7 separate regions of the Mus musculus genome follow, and all the other regions are linked to region 1. A link is a contact called in public HiChIP or PLAC-seq data. All regions are on one chromosome and are shown on one strand. Each heading gives the region's core, a stretch centred on a gene start, on an enhancer-like site or on the middle of the called end of the contact. The rest is flanking DNA. Distances are from core to core; before and after follow the strand shown.

What was found. HiChIP or PLAC-seq counts read pairs in DNA pulled down with a chosen protein or histone mark.
Region 2: a contact with region 1 is called in a FOXA1 HiChIP or PLAC-seq map of pancreatic cancer cells. The contact joins the enhancer-like site here to the promoter of Fsip1 in region 1. A contact is called at or near these places in 3 of 39 promoter capture datasets (embryonic stem cells, liver and stem cell-derived epiblast-like cells), 3 of 15 datasets of contacts at CTCF or cohesin (the NIH/3T3 cell line, large pre-B cells and stem cell-derived epiblast-like cells), 37 of 484 Hi-C or Micro-C datasets (the AML12 cell line, the C2C12 cell line, the HL-1 cell line and 22 more), 4 of 115 datasets of contacts at active chromatin or transcription factors (bone marrow-derived dendritic cells, bone marrow-derived macrophages, epiblast stem cells and 1 more) and 2 of 9 other capture datasets (adipose tissue and embryonic stem cells).
Region 3: a FOXA1 HiChIP or PLAC-seq map of pancreatic cancer cells shows a contact between it and region 1. The contact joins the enhancer-like site here to the promoter of Fsip1 in region 1. A contact is called at or near these places in 3 of 39 promoter capture datasets (the 3T3-L1 cell line, liver and stem cell-derived epiblast-like cells), 2 of 484 Hi-C or Micro-C datasets (both in embryonic stem cells), 4 of 115 datasets of contacts at active chromatin or transcription factors (bone marrow-derived dendritic cells, epiblast stem cells, pancreatic cancer cells and 1 more) and 1 of 9 other capture datasets (embryonic stem cells).
Region 4: a contact with region 1 is called in an H3K4me3 HiChIP or PLAC-seq map of forebrain, with 5 times the contacts expected there. The contact joins the promoter of Ankrd63 here to the promoter of Fsip1 in region 1. A contact is called at or near these places in 1 of 39 promoter capture datasets (cranial neural crest), 1 of 15 datasets of contacts at CTCF or cohesin (the NIH/3T3 cell line), 17 of 484 Hi-C or Micro-C datasets (the Ba/F3 cell line, the G1E-ER4 cell line, the N1E-115 cell line and 7 more), 5 of 115 datasets of contacts at active chromatin or transcription factors (embryonic forebrain, embryonic stem cells, forebrain and 2 more) and 3 of 9 other capture datasets (embryonic stem cells, liver and pancreatic islet).
Region 5: an HNF4G HiChIP or PLAC-seq map of pancreatic cancer cells shows a contact between it and region 1. The contact joins the promoter of 4930412B13Rik here to the promoter of Fsip1 in region 1. A contact is called at or near these places in 2 of 115 datasets of contacts at active chromatin or transcription factors (bone marrow-derived macrophages and pancreatic cancer cells) and 1 of 9 other capture datasets (embryonic stem cells).
Region 6: an H3K4me3 HiChIP or PLAC-seq map of embryonic stem cells shows a contact between it and region 1, with 5 times the contacts expected there. The contact joins the promoter of Pak6 here to the promoter of Fsip1 in region 1. A contact is called at or near these places in 1 of 39 promoter capture datasets (stem cell-derived epiblast-like cells) and 4 of 115 datasets of contacts at active chromatin or transcription factors (embryonic basal ganglia, embryonic stem cells, large pre-B cells and 1 more).
Region 7: a contact with region 1 is called in an H3K27ac HiChIP or PLAC-seq map of T-cell acute lymphoblastic leukemia, with 11 times the contacts expected there. The contact joins the enhancer-like site here to the promoter of Fsip1 in region 1. A contact is called at or near these places in 1 of 39 promoter capture datasets (stem cell-derived epiblast-like cells), 1 of 15 datasets of contacts at CTCF or cohesin (large pre-B cells), 10 of 484 Hi-C or Micro-C datasets (the Ba/F3 cell line, the N1E-115 cell line, the P5424 cell line and 5 more), 3 of 115 datasets of contacts at active chromatin or transcription factors (T-cell acute lymphoblastic leukemia, embryonic basal ganglia and large pre-B cells) and 1 of 9 other capture datasets (embryonic stem cells).

The regions. Positions count from the first base shown.
Region 1 is chr2:118,255,516-118,258,483 of GRCm38.p6, forward strand. Fsip1 (fibrous sheath-interacting protein 1) reads right to left here and starts at 1,441. Exons shown (of 12, transcript NM_001374672.1): 1 at 1,285-1,441.
Region 2 is chr2:117,779,429-117,782,396 of GRCm38.p6, forward strand. No RefSeq gene overlaps it. Among named protein-coding and RNA genes, the nearest start is that of Gm13985, 32 kb to the right of the region's middle. Within about 2 kb of position 1,578, at least 36 of the 459 cell types and tissues checked have an H3K27ac peak or open chromatin away from gene starts, as enhancers often do. A contact at or near this core is called in the C2C12 cell line, adipose tissue and pancreatic cancer cells, where this site is marked.
Region 3 is chr2:117,801,494-117,804,461 of GRCm38.p6, forward strand. No RefSeq gene overlaps it. Among named protein-coding and RNA genes, the nearest start is that of Gm13985, 9.8 kb to the right of the region's middle. Within about 2 kb of position 1,403, at least 51 of the 459 cell types and tissues checked have an H3K27ac peak or open chromatin away from gene starts, as enhancers often do. A contact at or near this core is called in pancreatic cancer cells, where this site is marked.
Region 4 is chr2:118,702,479-118,705,446 of GRCm38.p6, forward strand. It overlaps Ankrd63 (ankyrin repeat domain 63), which reads right to left and starts at 1,485. Exons shown (of 1, transcript NM_001081971.1): 1 at 1-1,485. The coding sequence starts at 960. It also overlaps a transcript of Plcb2 not described here.
Region 5 is chr2:117,820,338-117,823,305 of GRCm38.p6, forward strand. It overlaps 4930412B13Rik (RIKEN cDNA 4930412B13 gene), which reads left to right and starts at 1,591. Exons shown (of 6, transcript NR_040631.1): 1 at 1,591-2,365.
Region 6 is chr2:118,662,095-118,665,062 of GRCm38.p6, forward strand. Pak6 (p21 (RAC1) activated kinase 6) reads left to right here and starts at 1,483. Exons shown (of 11, transcript NM_001033254.3): 1 at 1,483-1,929; 2 at 2,689-2,772.
Region 7 is chr2:118,641,049-118,644,016 of GRCm38.p6, forward strand. It overlaps Bub1b (BUB1B, mitotic checkpoint serine/threonine kinase), which reads left to right. Exons shown (of 23, transcript NM_009773.3): 23 at 40-544. The coding sequence ends at 271. Among named protein-coding and RNA genes, the nearest start is that of Pak6, 21 kb to the right of the region's middle. Within about 2 kb of position 1,558, at least 65 of the 459 cell types and tissues checked have an H3K27ac peak or open chromatin away from gene starts, as enhancers often do. A contact at or near this core is called in the P5424 cell line, T-cell acute lymphoblastic leukemia and embryonic stem cells, where this site is marked.

The sequences.
Region 1 (2,968 bases), core at 191-2,690:
CGTGGTCCTCACTTGGTAGAACTGTTTGGGAAGGATTAGGAGGAAGTGGTATTTCATGGGCAGAGGAAGCGCCTCCTGAAGTATCAATAGACTCTCAGCTTCCCACTTAGCTCTGCTTTCTACTTTCAGATCAAGATGTGGGCTCTCAGCTGTTTCTGCTTCCGTGCCTTTGCTCCGCCATGATGGACTCTAAGCCTCTGAAGCTGTAAGTCAATTGAAGGCGTTCTTTTATAAGACTCTGGACTAGGAAAGCAGTTGGATGCTGATGAAGAGCTTAAAGAGCATCCTGGTGGGAGGTTAGAAGGCAATAATGCTGAGAGCAAGGCAGACTGCAGAGGCCTACGGACCTCAGGCCATTTCAGGGGAAAACAATACTAGCACCTGGGCGACAGAAGGACAGAACATTCCTGTATTTGGCAAAGAAAGTGGCTGCTTTCTGCCCTTGCCTTAAACATTTGCCTGAGGCAAAACTGAAAAACCATGGATTAGTTTCCTTGGCAGAGAAGATTTCAAGACATGGCTCTCTGACTCTGTTGCATGGTTATTAGTAATCATATCCCGGTCTTATGGAGGTCTACAATAAAAAGGGAAACTGGGACAAAAAGAAATTTTTGTTTTATACATTTCCTCATTTAATGAAACACAGTGCACCAAAAGAATCAAAATTAAAATACCAGTTACTTTATGCTATTCAGTGAAGTAGAGATGTGACCAGATTCTAATGGTAACAAATAACTGCTCATACACGCCAACGTTTTATTACATTTTTTGATCAGCTCGTGTAGATAGTACACGTCCGGTGTGATGAGGCAAAACTGGTTGTGTCTCCAGATTGTTTGCTCCCTGTCTTATTGTCTGAAAGGCCTATTCATAGTCCCCAGGCTGGTGGATGCCCAAAGGTATCTACCTATACGTTTGGTTTACATTTCTTCCATTGGGAAAGCTAAGTCCCAGATCAATGTTTACAAACCCTCTCTCTAGTCTCATTTTTCCTGTGCCACTTTTAAGGACTATGCTACTGACTAGTGCTCCAGACCTCAGTGGGAAGAAGGCTCGTAAGGATGCACTAATGCAGAAAGAGTTTTCAGCAGAGATCACGCCTCTGCCCGGGCAGTAGCTTCTGAGACTCCCAGACATAGCCACGCCCCTGTGGCCACCCCATGCTGGCCTGGGCGAACAGGCCACACCCACAGCCCTCGGGGACAGAGTCCGCCCTCTCACCCTCCTCTGGCACATCAGGCCACACCTCCACCTCGCCCTCTGCCGTGGCCAGCGGCTACCAACCTCTGCCCGTGGTGCGTGCGGCCCCTCAACTTCTCGGTGGGGAAGAAAGCTGGACGCCTAGACACTGACTCTCTCCACTTCCCTTCGAAGGGGACCGGTTTTTCCCGCCACCGCCTCCTCTGTGAAGATGAAAGAGGCAGCAGGAGACCGCTGTCTCAAAGAACGCTGTTGCCCTGGCAACTAGAAGCGCGCAGATCACAGTCTCGCGATAGGTTTAAAGGTCCCGTACCTTCAAGAATTGGGTATTGAAGCCGGGCGTGGTGGCGCACGCCTTTAATCCCAGCACTTGGGAGGCAGAGGCAGGCGGATTTCTGAGTTCGAGGCCAGCCTGGTATACAGAGTGAGTTCCAGGACAGCTAAGGCTACACAGAGAAACCCTGTCTCGAAAAAAGCAAAAAAAAAAAAAAAAGAATTGGGTATTGGGGACCGGAAGTTACAAGAAGACTGCTGTCCTGGTTGGGATTGGAGGGGGTGTGACTGTGGCCCTCCTATAACCTTCTTTTCAGTGAATGTTCTGGGTGGGAATGGTTTGTTCATATTCAGGTTGGCCTCTGGAACGAGGATCTCCATGTTTACATAGCTCTCACCGGCTACTAGAATGTTCTACCGACCAGGTGTCCTCTCAGATCAGTTACTTCCCATATCACTATCCTCTCTTCCTTGCAAGACTGATGTGCAACTCAAACAGATCTCGTATGTGAAGGTCTTGTAAAATTTGGAGAGCTGTGTGAGTGTGTGTGTGTGTGTAATACATGTGTATATAATAGCAGTGTGCATAAAGTATAATGTATAATACAGTGTATATATACATATGCGTATATATACATATACGTCCTGTAAAGACTGGGCTGTAGTAGAATAAGAAGGATTATGATGGCAGTATATACCTCCACAGCTACCAATCATTTCTCTGTGTACAGTGCATTAGGGCTCATTGCCTGGATCACCAAACTGATGCTCTTTCTTCATTCTCAGTACCGCGCAACCTCTGCTGCGTTTCAGTCTGAATTGCCCTTGGTTGTTTACAAGGTATTTTCATACTCAGAGCCCCTTTATCCTCATGCTTTGGGGTAAATACAGTGTTTCTCTGGTCTTTTTTCATCAGAGCAAATAAGTATGACTTGAGTTGCCCAAAGATCACAGCTACAAGTTAAGATGGTGCTGAGGGCAAAACCCTGGCTGTGAATACCATCTGGGTGCTATTGATCCTTTGTTTCGGACTCCAGGTCAAATGACTCCCTTGAACCTCATAAGGCATGAGAACCCTCGCAAACTAAGCAGATCAAAATCAAGCCACTTTTCTATAGTCCCCTCTCCCCACTGCAGCCCTTCCTATACCGTCTTCCCCACACCATTCTCCCAGGCTCAGCTCAGCACCTTTGGTACCATCCTCAAGTCGGACATGCTACCAGACCTGCATTCAAGTGTATCTGAATCCAAGTGTTCCTCATATCTGCAAGGTTCCCACCCTCAATTAGATGTTTGTGATACTCTACTAGTAGTTTCCTCAGTGGGAGCTTCCCTTGCACCTCCTGTATACTGAAGGACAGTATCCTACAACGTGTGTTCAGAACCTCAGCCAAATCCTACCAGCCCTCTGCTCCAGGCTCTCCATGACTCTCCACTTAGCGGCCTTTCAATGCCCACAGGTCCTGAATGACCAAACTGTTAACTTACATGTATA
Region 2 (2,968 bases), core at 328-2,827, 480 kb before region 1:
AAAACTAGCTCTGAGTATATTTTCATTTGGCCTTTCCAATGAAATCCTTTCTCTTTTTTTGAAAGAAAAAAAATTGATGATGATTTTCTGTCATTTTTCTATCATTTCTCAGTGTGCAGCTAGAGATCTCAGGGCAACAGCCAGTCTGGGGTCAGCATGTACTCAACAGACATGAGAGCAGTGAAGTTTGAGGGTGATTCAGGTTCTGGTCTTCTGAAACTGGATTGAATTCTGAACTAGGCTGTGTGGTGGATCTGGCGGTAAGATAGATCTGGCTGTGTGTAAGGTGGATCTGGCTGTGTGGTGGATCTGGCGGTAAGGTAGATCTGGCTGTGTGTAAGGTGGATCTGGCTGTGTGGTGGATCTGGCGGTAAGGTAGATCTGGCTGTGTGTAAGGTGGATCTGGCTGTGTGTAAGGTGGATCTGGCTGCGTGGTGGATCTGGCTGTGTGTAAGGTGGATCTGGCTGTGTGGTGGATCTGGCGGTAAGGTAGATCTGGCTGTGTGTAAGGTGGATCTGGCTGTGTGTAAGGTGGATCTGGCTGTGTGGTGGATCTGGCTGTGTGGTGGATCTGGCTGTGTGGTGGATCTGGCTGTAAGGTGCATTTGCCATGGCCAGCTCACTGTTTTCACATACTTTTAAGGCATATCGAGAATGGGATGTTCGCTAGTGGGAATTGTGAGGGAGAGGCTCATCAAGTCATTTCCTAGTCTTAACCCAGTGACACTGTTGCCCTTGGTACCAACCACCACTGAAAAACAAAACATAAACAAACAAACAAACAAACAAAAATGAGGCATGCAGAAGACTGAGCCACTGCCAAGGTGATGAGGGAAGGGTTGTTCTTGATTATGACTGAGACTTTATAGGAGGGCAATTGATCCTAAAAGGAGCCAAGGAAGTTCTGCTGCAATTGGAAGGTTCTGGATACTGGCTGGAGATCAAATCTCCTCTGAGCTGCTTCCTACCACCCATGACTCAGAGTAAGATCTCTGAGCAGGGTGGCAGAAGGACCACGATTGCAGCTGCCAGCAGAGAGCACCACACGCATGAGAATGATAGGACACAGGTCAGGAGCAGGACTGGGTGACAGCCATGGTCTTGGGATGGTGCCTTGGGACTCTCTCACATCCACCCTTCCTCTTAGGAAGCGAAAGTTCAAACCTGCTTTTTTTTTTTTTTTTTTTTTTTTTTTTTTTTTTTTGCCTCTGGGCTGAAGTTCAGGGGACTTAGCAGAGTCATCAGCACTGGTGAGCAGGATCGATTTGCCTCCCCAACCTGGATTGTGTGGCTTTAGACCACGTTTCATAGTGACTATGCTAATCATGTCCTGGTGTGGGTGTCCTGGAAGTAATAGACTATCCCCAGACTCTAATGCCTGCCTTTTCAATCTTCTGATGAGCTTCTGTCATCCTCATTTCAGCTTCATTCAGCTTCTTCTGCAGCTTGGCACCTCACCATCTGGAAGTCCCCCAGGAAGGACAGAGTCACCTTGAGGAGCGGCCACTTTGCTAGCTCTGTGCACAGAGCTTTCTTTACATGGAATGCGGATGCTTTATTGCTCTCCTGGCTGCTGAGGGTGCCCTGAACAAATGTGCTCCCTGACTCTTAGGGAATCGAAACTACACAGTTTCACTCTGGCCCCGTTGTGTGTCAGTTGGCTTTCAGCATTCCCTTGTCCCCACAAAAACCTCAACACGAATCCTTTGCACGGATGTTGTACAATGGGAGCTTTCATGACTGTCTTGGCACCTGCAAGCCTGGGGTTTACCGTGTCCTGGGGCAGGACAGTGCTTACTGAGTGGGGCTGAAGCTGAGAGCCCCACCCCTGGCAGCAGGTGAGCATAGATAGGAGAGGGGACCTGCTAACTGAAGTACCTTCTCTGCTGCCTCCCTGGGTGCTCTGAGTCTCAATTGCCATCTTATTGTCCCGAGCACAGAAAGTGATTTATACCCAATCTTTAACTTTCACATGCTCTCTGACTCAAAGGGAAAAATGGATTGCAAAAGCAAATGTATGGACAGATTCGGTAACTAGGAACAGAATCCATTCTTAATAAGAAGGCTGGCTCTGGAGCCAGACTCTGGAGCCTTCCTTCTGTCTTTCTCATTAACTAGACAAAGAGCCAGTGGTACTGATTGTATACCACTTTTTTCTCTGCCTCTCATTTGAGGAACTAGGGCTAAGAGAGCAGACATCACTTGTAATGATTAAAGGATCGGATCGGCTATTCCTGAACTAACTACAGCTGTACCTGGTTTACATTAGACATTCACTAGTTGTTAGCTATTGTCATCATCGTTATCATTATCATTCATCGGCATCATGATGGATTTCCCCTCGATCAGAAAGACATGGAATTGGGTTCATAAATGACAAGGAGGCTGGGCAGGAGGGTCAGCAATGCCAATCCCGTAGGAATAGTGTGACTAGCTCTCTGGCCCTGCCATGGCTGCTGGTACTAACGTGGTCAGCATTGATATCTCAGGGTGACAACTTTACTTGTTTCTAATATGGAGTCAAACAATTGCCAAAGCCAGTTTATCTGAGAACTATATATAGGGTTGGGTCTATGTTGCATCTGGTCCCTTCAGTTTTCCATAAGAGAAGCTGTGCTCTGTCTCCTGTCAAATTCATACAACAGTGAATTGCTCCATCACATGACAATAATAATCCAAAAGCTTTAAACCCAACAGATACCTATATAAAATGGTAGTACTATAAAAGAAAAATATTAGTTACTCTCCTCATTGCTGTGACAAAATATTTGATATCAAAAATAAAATATCACTCTTTGGGGCTTCTGGTTTGAGAATACAGTTCATCATGTTGGGAGAAAGCACAGTGTCAGGAGAGTCGGGTTTCTTGTCCACATCTCCGAGGACCAGGATGTAGGGAGAAATGACAGGAAGCAGTGCTGGACCACAGGCCTCAAGGCCCACCCACTATGATCCATTCCCTCCAGAA
Region 3 (2,968 bases), core at 153-2,652, 450 kb before region 1:
CCTTTCTCACTAATTACCTCCCTTCTCGAGACTCCTGAATCCCATATTGCAATGACCTCTCCTTTGCCACCTTCACATGACGCGTGGCCAGCCTTCCCTCCGAGGACTTCAGAAGATCCTACCTCCTCACTGGGCTTTTGTTAATCTGTGGTTTGATCCTTAGGGCTCGATATCTTCCACAGAACTATGTTAACAGCACGTCATGCTTTGACAACTAAATATAAACTGGGAGTTTCTACTTCTTGCCATTGTACCAACTAAAAGCAAGAGAAGTTTGCTTCTGAGGATGAAAGTGCTGACCAATTGAAAAACAAAATCTTTCTAATGTTATCTCCTTGCCAACAAAATGCTCTTTTGCTAATTTTAAATGCAGGTCTTGAGTAATAGAAATCATGACAGGATAGCTCCTTCGGGGTATCCTAACAAAGACTTCATTTCAAAATACACCTCATGGAGGCATTTAGTGATAGAGGACATGGAACCATGGCTCTTTTCTGAAAAGTTGCTGAACAGCCACTTAAATGCCTGATATCATAGCCTTATTAGGGTGGAGGATACAACACAGACATTTTGATTTCTAACCATACAATTTCCCTAGCAATATTCAAGTGTTTCCAAACATCTGCTTCTATTTATCTCTTTATTTTTCTCAGATTCCTTCTGAGCTCATTGGATGATTGGATGACCTTGACATTACAGTTGAGCCCTAAATCAAAACATTTTACATTCTACATATTTTTTTCCAAAGAAGGTTCAGAGTTATTATCCAAGTAATTACAGATTTCATTTCTGGGACTTCTTATCTCTTTTGTTTTCCACATCATAAATAACTGGAATTTTATGTTGACAAGAAAAGTTTTATTACACTTTTTTTTTTTTGCACTTTTGGGGATAGAACTCATGGCCCTGTGCCATGCTTAGCAACCACTGTACCACATCCTAGCTCATCTATAGAATATTTTGTGAGGAAGCATGATTAAGAAATTGCATATGACTTCTGGTTACTTATATAACTCAGTTGATTGTCTTCTTTCTTAGCTAAAGATAGGCAGGGAACTGGCCATGCTGAATTTCAAATGTAAACAAGTAAAATCTGATCTTAAGTGACCAGAAGGGAACTGGCAAGTTTGAATACAGTCCAATGCCTCTAAAAATGATGAAATATGGTTGCATGTGTGGAAGGGAAAAAACCTTAGGGAACCTCACAAAGGTATACTACAGGAGGAACACACATATGGTTCTAAGTGAGGGAATCTCATACTATTGGTCTTTCAGACAATTGCCCCTAAAGAAGCTCAATGATTAATCCAAGGTCACATAATGGATTTCTGCCGACGTGAGCTTTCCTGTTTTCCTGGGCACTATGTCTGAGAACTGAGGGTGTGACTCATTCACTTCTAAGCCCTAGAGGGACATAGTTGCACAATTTTCCACAGGTATTTTGGCAGCACCAAGGGCATTTGAATCAGAGCATATCTCTGTTTCCTTCTGAGGAGAGAATGCATGTGATCCAGCCAGAGATCTCACACACACACACACACACACACACACACACACACACACACACACACACACACTATACACTCACACACACACATACACATGCACCACTGCCCCAGAAAATTTCACGGTAAGATGACTACCTTTTTGTTACTAGGAACTCTACAACTTAGCACTAGACAGTATTTATTAAATACCTTTTAGGCATCAGAGCGATCTGCCTATAAAGCACTGCCTTCTTTTACCTGATCTTGATCTATGACTAATCAGCCCAAAGGCTTTGGACAAAACTTTGAGTCAGGTTCACTTCTTGGTAACTGGGAGAAAGTTATCCCGCCCTTCTTATTGCCTGGAGTTATTGTGTAAGTTGAATGAACTAGCACATGGGGAAAAAAAACTACAAAATGATTGTTGAAATATAATGGACACAGATAAAATAGCTTAATCATAGATGGCATGTGATGCCAGACACATGTCTACAAATGTGACATATCAATCCAACTAAGATACAGCTGAAGAAATTAGACACTATCCCAGGATCTCCTCTCATACTGTCTATGGATAAACTCTATTCTGGGTTTTAATAATATAAACATGTTTCACCTTATATGTAAGTGTCGTTTTTTAAATTTTACTCAGAATAATGTTTATGAATTTCTTTCATGGTGTTGTATGCTAAGGGTTGGGGATCTTCATTCTTCTTGTCCTGTTAATTACACTGCCATTAACTGTATGAACAGATAATGTTTCTTTACTGTTCAACTCTTTGGTTACTTTCCAACTTGACCTTTTTGCAGTTACTCACTTCTGCTAAGTCTATACTGGAAACCAAATGGCTGATTCTGCAGGCATCTGCACATCTAGCCAATAAATATGCCAAGTGGTCTTCCAATATGGTGACTACAGATTGCTTGCCTAGTAAGACTATCTGATGAATATCTGTGTTTGATGTATTTTACTATTACTTTTTATTTTAATTTAGTTGAATAAAATATTCTTAATAAGCTTATCAGCAGCACAAGTTTGGAAGAACAAATCTTTCTTATTTCAAGCTCACCACAGTCACATGCAATATCATTGGGGTTCCATGATATGTAATGGCTGTTGTCATTTTACTCAAGGCTTCTAGAGCTATGAAAATTAATTGAAGTTAAGTCTGTATGGATATATCTATATTTATCTTACTATATAGAAGGAGAGAATCCCAAATTTGCTAAATCTATGTGCAAATAGAATGTATATGTTAGCCCTACACTTCTAAGACTGAGGCAGGATATGCATAGTTTATTTCTCAATGGCATAATGCCCTGGCAATGGCTGTTTAAGGAGTATAATTTAAATAAGTAACAACCAGCCTGATATTTCAAAGCTAAGATCTTTGACCTAAAATGTTTTGTAATAAGTTCTTTCAGCCTGAAGAAAGAGTGGAGACCCGTCAGCCTAATCCCACACCCTATAGGTGAGGACA
Region 4 (2,968 bases), core at 235-2,734, 450 kb after region 1:
GACCGGGGCTTGCATTAAGGCCAGTGGCGCTCCCTCCAGCACCTCCTGCGAACGCCACCGCCCACTCCCCGAAGACTGGGGTGAGTTTGGTCGAGCCATCAGAGCTCCTGCCCTAAGGCGTGCTGTCTCCTCCTCGGTCATGGTACCCAGAGCTAGGCTCATGCTCCGGCCCAACTCTGGTCTCTCATTGCCTTGTGCCCTATAACGGACCGAGCCCTTGCCAGCAGAGGCAAGCTCGCCTCCGTGGCCGTGGCCATGGCCGTGACCGTGACCGTGGCCGCCGGCAGCTCGCGCAAACCGTGCCAAAAGAGGGCGCGGTAAACGACGGGGACTGGGTCGTCGCCGCTCTGGGCTGGGCGCCGGGGCAGGGTGGCCAGGGGGACTGTCGGAGTTGGAACCCCGGGCCGCTGCCGCAGCGGCTGCCCGACCCCAAGGCCCGGTGAGGGCTTGCACACAGGTCCCGTGGCCGCGGGAGGCAGCCAGCTGCAGTGCGGTGAGGCCCGCCCGGTTGGTGCGGTCAAGGCGTAAGCCCAGGCGGCGGAAAGAGCGCACCAAGAACTCCAGCACCGCCCCGTGGCCGCACGCCGCCGCCCACATCACCGGGCTGTTGCCCGCCGAGTCCGTCGCCTCCGGATCGCCGCTGAACTGCACCAGGAGCTGCACGGCGTCTAAGTGGCCTCGCTCGCAGGCCAGGCTGAGTGCAGTGCGGCCCCGCTCGTCCCGCAGGTTCACGGCTGCACCTTGCTCCAGCAGCAGTCGCACGAAGCGCGAGCGCATCGCGGGGTCCGGCAGCCCCACGGCCACCATAAGCGGCGTCCGGCCCTGCTCTGCGCGGCAGTCGATGATGCTGCGGTCCAGCGCGTCCAGCACGAAACGGGCCAAGTGCACTTTGCCGGCCTGCATGGCCTCAAGGAAGGTGCGCGTCCCCGCTCGGGGACACAGGTCCTTGGGCTTGAGCATGGCTCCGGCCGCCGCGCCCCGGAAGTCCGACGCACGGGGGCGCCCCTGTTCCCTCACCCCACGGGGCTACGGCCCCGGCCCGGACACCGGTACCGCTCTTTCCAAGCGGCGTGTAGGTGGCTGCAACCAAGTGTCCTGCAGTTCCCGCTCAGGTCTCCCTACCGCTCGGCTGCCTCGCCGCTCCCAGGGCGTCTTGCTTTTCCTCCCTGGCCCCCCACGCCTGGAGGTGTGGGCTGCTGGCTGCTTCGACTCCCGCTCAAGCTCCAAGCTCGGCCTCCTCAACTCTTGGGCCCTCTTCCCTGTATCCGACGCCCCTTGGTCCCTCGTGGCTTGGAGCAACGCCACTCACCCGCACCCCGGGCAGCCCCTGCTCCCCTGTTGAGCGGGTGGCTCCCGCCTGGCGCGCCTGCCTCCTGCCTCGGCGGGGAGCGCCGCTCCTCCAGCTCCCAGAGCCTCTCCCCGCCTCCTCCTTTCTTGCGGGGGCCGGGACGCTTGCTTTTTTACTTGGGGGGCTCGGCGGCTCCTGAGGTGCCCGACGCCTAGATACCTGGCTTTATAGCTTCAGGGGTCTCCATGGCAATGGCTGCTCTGGAAGCAGACTGCACCTTCGGGGCAGAGACGGACAGGGCAAGGGAGACCGCCCCTGACCCCCACCCCTTCGTGGGCCACGAAGTTGGGGAGCGGCTCCTCCTCCGCGCTCCCCTGGGAATGCGGCGGCGGTTGCGGGGCGGGGGTGGAGGCTGCTCGCCGGGGGCCACATGCACCCGGCGGGGCCAATCCTAAAGTCTCAGTCATCTTTCCCCGCCCCCCGCCTCCGCCGGAATCGGTAGCCTCCGCTGCTTAGAAACTGGCGGGAGCTCCTGCCATCGGTTTTAGGTTAAAGGGACTGGGACCCCACGAGGACAGGACTGGACAGTGCACCAGCTTGAGGTGGGCAAGAGACAGAGGAAAAGTAATTTGGGGTATGAGGCATTTGTGCTCCGGACTGAGGGCGCTCAGTCTGGCTGATAACTGCCATCTAAAGTGCAGCGAATCACAGCCACACACAATTGTGCCTCCCGCACGCGCTCACTCAGAGAAGGGCGGGGGTGCATTCTCCAATCTCAGACGTCTCCAAACCTGACAGCGCGCCCGCGTGCCAGCTCCACGGTTGATCGGTCGCTGTGGAGCAAGTTGACTTAGACACTGGCCGCTCTGACCCAGGGCAGGTGCCTTAGGACCCGAGAGTATGCAGGCATTTGGACTTCCCAGGCACTACCTCCTATCTCCTCAAAGATGGGCTAGTTAGGGTCTAGGAAAGGACAAAAGACACAAGCAAGAATTCCCTGACAGGGCTGGGTTCTCTTGAGCACAAAACCATCTTTAGGCCACAGAGCGCTAGACCTGGCCCCTACAGAAAGGAGACAGCCTGAGATTTTTTTTTTTTTTCAATCAGATGTGTGGAAAACCTACTTCCTTTGGACAATCAGCTCATGGGCGCTAGAGACGGGGAATACTGAAGGCCTAGCAGAGTCTTACAATGAGTGCCCCACAAGCTCCCAGGACTAGAGAAAGGGCTTGAGAATAGTTGAAATGGAGTTTATTTGTAGAATAAGTGAAGAGCTAGGGACTTTTCGCAGCTGGTCGAGTATTTGCCCAGTATACACGAAACGATTGGTTTGATTCATTCCCAGGATGAAGCCAGGTGTGGTGCTATAAGCTAACAACCCAGCACTTGAGAGATGGAGGCAGGAGGCTCAGAAGTTCCAAGATCATCCTCAGCTACAGTTAGGTTGAGGCCAGCCTGGGCTACATGAGACCCTATGGTTGTGTTTCCAGCAATGGGAAACACAGATGCACAAACTGAATGAATGAGACTTGTCTTCTCAGTCAGGAAGACGAACCCAGGACTGAGAACATCTGCTAAATGCAAACTCAAAACAGCCATTGGATGGAAGGACAAATGATGGGAAGGAGAGGGAACTAAGATCCTCTGAAGGCAACAGCAGAGTTAGTCCTTTAAGGATGA
Region 5 (2,968 bases), core at 341-2,840, 440 kb before region 1:
AAATTATTTGAGAACAGAAGTAACTATAGGCAAGAAGCATGAAGCCTCTGTCAAAAATCAGTGACGATGTATTTGGGCCTGCTGTTGCAGAAAGATGAGAATACAGCAAGCTGTAACAAATTCATTCTTCCAGAATGGGGTATGTACACAAAGTGCCATGCTTTCCACAGCCAGGGTGTTAAAGGGAAACCCAATGTTTAATGCAAAACAACAACAAACACAGATTAGGTCTAATCACCTAAGTAAACCAGGTCTCTGATAAGAAAACTAAGATTCTAAGTGCCTTCAAAGCACACCATAAATGGAGACAATAAACATAAATATGATTATGTTAAATCTTCTCAAAGTTACCTGTTGCCTGTAACCCTCACAATATATAAATTGCTCAGCTTCATTTGAAAACTGACCTAAAAGTTGAAAGAAGCTCTAAAGATGAACAAAATTTCCAATCAGTACATTTGTGTAGCCATTTGAGTAAACTTGATCTGGTGCTCACACAACAGTTGATGAAGAAGTGAATGGTGTGGCTGGCAGGAGTTGGCATGGGTCAGCATGTGGCTGCATGTGCCAAACTCTTATTTTGGCAGGGTGAATAAACTGTAAGTGAAGTTATCTTTTCCAACTCTTTGCAAGCCATAAGCAATTAAGATGCAAGTTTTAACATGCTGTCTGCATTTAGCCCCTAGGGAAAGTTTTGCCTTGCTTCATTTTGTTTGTTTATATATCTTCCTTAGAATCTTACCAAGAAATAGTACAATTTGCATGCATGGTAATTACTTAAATAAGAGGACTAAGTACAAGAACATATTTCCAAACGCCACGCCCAATGCTCTAGGGCTTGCGCTGCTAGCTTTTGAAAGGTTACACCTCCCTGAACAATTGAATATGGAACAAACATTAGAGTCACAATGCATGTCTCAGTAAAAAAAGGCTTAATGCCTCAGGCAATGATATTACCTATCAGTCCCTTAGTCTGTGGAGTGTATTCCGGTTACTTTTATACATTGGTATATATGGCTCTCTGTCTCTGTCTCTGTCTCTGTCTCTTTCTCTCTCTCTGTCTCTTTCTCTCTGTGTCTCTCTGTCTCTCTCTCTTTCTCTCATCTCTGTCCCTCTGTGTCTCTGTGTCTCTCTCATCTCTGTCTCTCTGTCTCTCTCTGTCTCTGTCTCTGTCTCTCTCTCTCTCTCTCTCTCTCTCTGTGTGTGTGTGTGTGTGTGTGTGTGTGTGTGTGTGTGTGTGTGTTTAGTATTTCAGGATCAGATTAGCATCTGAATTGGTGTATAAGTATACTCTAGTCCATTGAGGGAAATTATGAAATAAAAGGGTGAAGAAAGAGAGAAGTTACTCTCTATCTCTTAGTGTTGGAGCTGGTTAAGCACCTTCATCTGCTCCCTGACTGAGACACCATTGGACAACTGGTTCTTTGGTTTCACTGGGAATGAAAGCACACACCAGGTTTTCCTGGGCACCCAGCATGTAGAGAGCAGATCATGAGAGTTCTTAGCTTCCGTAGTCACCTGAGCCAATTCCATCTAGCAGAGTTACCATAAGGAACTGTGGGCACACATTCTGTGTTCTGTTTCTCTGGAGAACTCTGATACAGAACATGAACATAGGAAGTGGGATACTACTCTAACAAATATCTGGAAAATGTGTGTAAAGCCATGGAATGGGTACCTGAGTAAACACTGGACAAGCTTTTACACGTGTACTGGAGAAGAGGCTATTGAACAGGTCATAGTGAGGGCTCAGAAGAAAAGAGGAAAGCTGAGGAGAATGCTATCATGTTCTTGGAGAATACATAAATAAAATGTAGAGGTTACAGGTATGACACAGACATTAAGCCCAATTCTAATGAGGTCTCTGATGGAAACGAGAACCATGCTATTGGGAGACAGAAGAAGGGACCTTGTTACTAAGCAGCATAGAACATGACGAAATTATGTTTGTACCCTCATATTTTCTGGAAAATAATTTGAGAGTGATTAACGAGATACTTAGCCGGGTCGGTTTCCAGAGGAAAGTATTGAGGGACTTGACTGCCCCTGGCTGCTTCTAAGACATGAAGGGGTCATTAAGCCAAACAGAACCAGAACTGCACAAACTTGAGCTGTTCTCAGCATGTCCGTACTGTAAGAAGTGGGAAAAGATGTTTGGAACAGAGTACAACACTCAGGAAATATGACTCACCACTTGATAAGACAATTGGTCCAGACATGAGCTATCAACATAATCACCCACCTCAGCAGAGGCCAGGAATAAACACGGGAATTTTACCAATAGAAACTTTGCCACACCGAACTAAGGCAAACAGCACTGAATGAATGAAGTCTGAAAACATCCTATTTCACATATATAAAAAAGGTGAGTAGCAATGGGGTGGCAATCCAGAGGCCAATCAGGTAGGCCATTCTCATTCTCGCCACAGGCTAAGGGGGCAGGGCTGCTCTCTCCACATACTGTCAAAGCTATGCAAGCATACTGTGGCCCATTCCATAGTGACTCCTGCTAAAATCAGGCATGTAACTTTGTGTAACAAAAAGGAGAAAAGGAAACATAAATCTCCAAGGAGTATTAAATGTCTCTCACATAGCTGCTCGATGAGAGAAAACAAGATTAAGTTTGGAAATTGCGGGTATGTTAAAAAGACAGAAATGACTTAGGATCTTGGGATGGTCCAACCCTGGTCTCTCATATCTTCTCCTTTCTCTCAGTCCTTATTTACTAATTTCTTCCCTAAGCCACTCATTTACACAATAGACATGTACTGAGTTCCTGCCTGACACGAACTGTGCAAGTTGTCAGCATTAAAGATATGATTACAACTCAGCTCAGTCATGAAGAACTCCATAGGCTAACATGCAAATAAATGTGTGTAAATGGGCCAGTGAGATGGCTCTGCGGTTAATATCATTGACTGCTCTTTTGAAGGTCCTGAGTTCAAATCCCAGCAACCACATGGTGGCT
Region 6 (2,968 bases), core at 233-2,732, 410 kb after region 1:
GTGACTGGGAGTCCTGGTTTTAGAAGATTAGCTTGGTGACTAGGTAGATAAGAATGAGCAATAAATGACATAGGCCAACGGAGAAGAATGCTGATGTTTACCAAGCTCTCGGATGGACAGTCCCTGGCCGGGCAGCTTTGTCTACGGAATTCCCATAATCCTGGGAGGCAGGTGAAATTGTTTCCATTTTATAGATGATGACACTGAGGTTCAGTTGATTAAACAGCAGGCCAGAGTCACTCAATTAGTGAACAATAGAGCTGAGATGTGAGCTCAAGACTGAAAATTCAGAGCTCAGGGAGTTAGCCACATTTTAAGAATGAATGTTCAAAAGTGATGTGAATACTTTAGTGCCCCCTTGGGTAGTTAGAATCAGAAGACTTCTAGCTTTCTCGTGGCAGTACTTGTGGGTCTAGGAACACGTGGTGGGCAGTGTGGGCTGGACTGTTCACAATGGGGCAGCTACCACATAGGTTTGAGGTCAGCCTTCAGCAGAGTTTAGAGGAAGCCACAGAGAGATTATGGAATGATGCCTGGGAAAAGGGAAAAGGCAAACAATTGGCTAAGACGGGAATTTGGGCACTTCCCAGATGGACATGAGAGAAAATGACCAGTGAAGGAGGCAGGAGGCTCAAGACAGTGAGGGAGGGGCCATGCTTACGGAGTGCTCTTCAGGGAACCAGCAGGTGGGCATCCTGAGTCTCCTTTCCTCCCATGCAACTGTTTCTAGTTGTGGGAGGGGCGATGCTGGAGCAGGGGAGAACAGAAAGATGGTACCCACAGAGCTGAGTACCCCACCCTCCATCCTCACCCTTTTTGCCCTTTAGGACAAAACCAGATGAGAACGTGCAGCCCAGGTGTGGCCACGCCTGCCAGGGCTGAGACCCACAGCTGCAAACCTGGGGCGCGGATGGGAAGGGGGTTAGGCTTGGCTGTGAGCCAAGAAGGTCTGGTTTCTGGGGAACAACGGTGAGGTGAACTACAGTAGGCTCCTCTGAATCCCACCCCTCAGTCTTTTCTCTCCCTCCTCCCCCTCAGCAAAGGAAAGCAGTAAGAAACGTGTTTTTTTATAAATAGCTCCAGCCCCAGCTGATTTGTAAATTCAGTGGGTTTTTTTGTGTCAATGACATCACCCTCCTCCCCATGGCAACCCCCGACGATATCAAAATTGCCAGGCAACGTTGGAGCTGCTCGCGCCCTACAGGAGCAGGTCGCTGCCTGAGATTCTAATGGAGAAATCCCAAAGTGAGCTGGGGTGCACGGTGGAGGAGGGGTGCGCCGCGGCCGGGGCTGCCGGGCCCTGATCGATTGACCAGAGGAAGGCGGGAGCGGTTGTCGCTTGCTCCGCAGCTTGAACACACCGGGGGCTCCACGGCCAGCTCTTCCTGACAGCAGCGGCAGACCACAGCAGGTGGGGGGAGGGCACTGCTCGGTTCCTGACATGCCGGGAGCAGCAAGCAGCCATCCAGGTGACTAAGCCGGCCCACCGCCACTGAGTCACCCACCCACCCTGGCTTTTCTTCCTTCCCCCTTTGCATCTGATTATTTGGGGAGCTGAAAACTTGGAGGTGTCCCTGAGGCCCGCCCCTTCTAACTCTCCCCGCCCTACCTCGGCTTGGAGGAAAATGGAACTCGCCCGGAAGCTGCCACTACCCCCTAAGGACATGGAAGGCACGGAGGGAGCCAGAGGTGCCCATGGAGAGACCTCGGCTGGCAGAATACAATAGCAGACATGGTGTTCGGGCTGCCCGTGTGTCCTCTGAAGGTTCTGGGAGAGAAGGGGAGTCTAGTCCACACCGACTGGAGTCCTTCTGGGCTGCCTTTGCGCTCACCTCTCAAGGGGATCTTTCTGTAAAAGGAAACGTGTGGCTTCCAGGGTCACTGGTATTTGGAGAGCAAGACTGGATTGGCATAGGCAGGCCTGTGCAGGTAGGTGGCTCTGTACTGGGTGTGGACCCACGTGTGTGAGAGGGTGAGGGTGTGTCACAGTGCGTATGCGCCCAGCCAGATCTGAGGACAGCCGCTGGTCAGCAGAGAGCTGGGATGGGGACCTGACAGGGGTTGATTCTGATCGATGCTGGGCCAGCCTAGTCTTGAGTGCATGTTGGGGAGAAGGGACAGCAAACACGTGGCCTGAGCAGACAGAAGGACAGCTGCCTGCTCGGGCAGGCCCAAGCCCTGGCTGGGACCACAGGACAGAGACGTGGCCAGATGCCAAGGTAGGACGTGGTCCTGAGGCCTGGCCAAGTGTTAGGAACTAAACTAATAGGCATGGGTGTGCAGGTTCATCTCTTGTCTTCCTGACAGCCCTGAGTGCCCAGAGAACACCTTTCTAACAAGGATCTTATCACTCTCCCAGGCAGAGCTGTTCAGCTCCTATGTGTGTCCCTGCTGAGCTCAAAGACACATCCAATGAGCAGGCTACAGGCCGGGGCTCGGCTGGGGGCCACCCTGAAACCCCCTTTCAGGCATGCCCCTATGTGTGACAGGCAGAGGGGTGTGGGCCCCCTACCTCCTCCACACAACTGGCAGGCTTTTAGGCACATTGGTGAGTAAGCTGCCGCAGGCAGGGAGGTTGTGCCCACAGAGATGAGATGACACCAATCAGGGACCTTCTGGGGAAAAGCGGCTGAAAGAGAAAATCACCGGGGTCTTTCTTTTTCTTTCTTTTTTTTTTTTTGCCTAAAGGTAGCACCAAGCTTCTGGGCTCCAGACAAGCACCAGCCTACAGTGGGAGAGGGTGAGGCCCAGCTGCCCAGAAGGAGTGCCAAGGTAAGGTCTCCACTGTGGCAGCAGGTTCTGGATTCTTGAGCTGGGGACAGGGTATCCATTTATTGAGGCCACTCCTCACCTAGGCCAGAGAAGCTAACTCCGTGTTCACAAAAAAAAAAAAACAAACAAAAAAACCAAAAAACCAAAAACTGTGAGCTCTTGGACTAAGGATCCCTGAGGTGACCTGACTGTTGGC
Region 7 (2,968 bases), core at 308-2,807, 390 kb after region 1:
CAATCTTGATAGAAATGATTTTTTTTTAAATTTTCTTAGGCTAAAAGACAGTGAATTGTGGAATAAATTCTTTGTGCGGATTCTGAATGCCAGTGACAAGTCCACAGTGTCTGTTCTGGGGGAGCTGGCAGCAGAAATGGGTGGGGCTTTTGATGCCACATTCCATAGCCACCTGAACAGAGCCCTGTGGAAGCTGGGGAAGACAATCAGCCCGGAAGCTTTGCTCACTCAGCAAGACAAGCAGCCAGGCGGCTCCCAGAGCCCTGCCTAAGCCATGGGTATGGTGAAGAACTGGTCTGGGGCTGCTGTGATTTGTTTAGAGCACACTTAGACACATCAGCAGTCCTTCACTAGGGGTCACTCTCAGTAGCACAGCTTTCAGCCAGGTGGCTGTGCCCTGGCAGCCTCATCTGGTTTATTCAAAAGGTTTCTGTGCAGACAGCTGCTTTTTAGCCCTCTGGCTTCTGCCTTCTCTCTTTTGTAATTTTATAACATGTACTCTCCTTTCACTGTGTATTTTATAATAAAATAGTTTTTGTTACATTTCTGTTGCTGGCAATTCATCTACACTTGCAAACTAAGGTGATAAATGGCTTCATTTTGGAGAGGACTTACTCTACGGTGGTAGAAACTTATGTATCCCAGACTTAGAGCAGCTGCCTTTGGGTTATAAGAAGGCAGCTGGCCGGCCATTTCTTCCGTCTCTCTCTGTCCTTCTAGAGGGTGTCCAGAAAGAAGCAGGTAAAATGACACACACACACACACACACACACACACCAGCTTTCCTTAAGTTCAAAGGTACCGGCCTTTGGGGACAGAGTACTCAGCAACCTGTCATGCAGGACACAGGGCTGCTGAGGGGACAGAGACCATTTTCCTTAGGTGTCAGGAAAGCAGGGGTCAGAACAGAAAGGACTGAAGTGGGGACTAATATGGAAAACAGTAAGTCTGATGGAACACTGTGCACCCAAAGGGGCGCACTGGCTGGGTGTGTGGGGGGCTGTGGGGGTGTGTGTGTCATTAAGGCTTTTGTTTCTTCAGTAGGATAATAAGCATTTATTTATTTATTTCACACTAAAATGTCAGTCACCTGATGTCCACTCGTGCTGGTGCCTGAGTCTCCTCTACTTGTCACCATTGTTGCTCTAAGCTTGTTAGAGAGCAGATTCCCTAACTAATCTCTCAACTGAAACACTTGGGCAAATTCGACAGGGTAAGCCAGAAAAAATGTATCTGAAAGACAAAGAAAGTAAATATTTTCCTTCAACCAAAATACAGTTCTGCAAACATCTTCAGTTTGCTTCTTATACTGAAGATAATAAATGATGAAACTGCCTTTCTGTAATCAAGTCCTTCTTAGTCCCCAGTGCCCTGTATTGCCCAGGAAATTGAGAGCCTTTAACTTAAGTAAGCTTCTACCTAGTGAATACTTCAGCAGTCTAGGCAGCCAAGTTGCTGTATGGGCAAATCTTGTTTCTGAAAGTACAAGCAGGAGTGGGAGGAGCCAGGACACCCTGCAGCTCTGTTCACACCCCACACCTCACCCCATACACCCCCCACTCTCTGACCTCCGCCAACTTCAGCCTTTGAGGACAGGAAAGGATGTCACTGCCAACAGTGCCTGTCATCAACAATGTCTGCCATCGCTTCAGTTTTCTTTACAAAAGCATAAAACCACAAAATAGAACCCTTTCCGTTTCCCTTTCATTTTTGTTTATTTTTAAGCTAAGATCACTGCAGGGCATAGGCTGCCATCAAACCCCAGGTACTCTGGTCACATTCCCCAGAGGGCTGGAATTTCAGGGGCCCACCCACCAGACTCCCTCATATTTGATGCCCATTGTCTTAGGAAAAGGAAGCCTTTGTTTTGTGTAGAGGCTACAGGTGGCTTTGATCTGGTCTCATGAAAGCAAGAAGAACAGAATGCTGGGCCTGGGAGAAGGAAAGACAGATGCACAACTGGGAAGAACAGGACTTCTTTCTCCCCGTTTGGAGGAAGACTGTGGAATAAGCTCTCCCCATTCACAAAGCACTTTGTGCCCTAACTTGCTTGGGGCCCTGTTAGAGGCATCCTCCTCACAAGTCAGAGTGTTCTAACTGATGCCAGACCCGAGTCTGGAAGTGAACTCCTTCCTTCCTGCTGGAGGAAGTTGTGGCCTATTGCTCGAGCTGTGATCTCAGGCAGGTAGGAAAGTCTTTCAGGGTTAGCACAGGCCTTCAGAATAACTTGTTGATGTCTTAAGGTGAAAGTCTAAGGCAAGGCCAGTGAAGGTGCACTCTTCATTGGAACTGAAAACAAAATTCTTGCTCTACCAAAAGTTACTCTATTCTGACTTCAACAGCTCCCTACGGAGCAGGTGCAGCATGCTTTTAACATGACTGACTTTGACTATAATGAGGTCGGAGGCATGGAAGCTGAGTATTTACCAAGGTACAGATGTGTCTGGGTAAGAGCGCTTACCACTAAGCCTGATGACCAGAGTCCTACCCTCTGCATGGTAGAAGAGAGAACAGACTCCACAAGTCATCCTCTGACTCCATACATGTGTGTGTCACACGAGCCCATACCTACACACACATACCAATACACACATACCAACACACACATACCAACACACACATACCAATACACACACACCCACAATAAATAAAACCTTTTACAGATCAGCGAGAAAGGACGAACCACATAGCATCCAGGGCTGAAACTGAGACCTAAAGCTTGAACTCTGTCCCCAGTGCCCCGTTCAGTGCCTTAGCGTGAGTTAAAGGCTGATCCAGTGTTTGCCAGCACGCAGGTCAACACCTTTTCAGCCCCTCTAATGCCTTCTAACCCCCTCTGGTGCCTTGTGCAGAGAATATACTTTATATCCATATGCTATGATCTAACCTCTTGTACTCCTTGTTCCCCAAATCAATTTGGGTAAGTCAATTTAAGAAAAGATAAAAAAAGATAATGACTCAAGTAGCT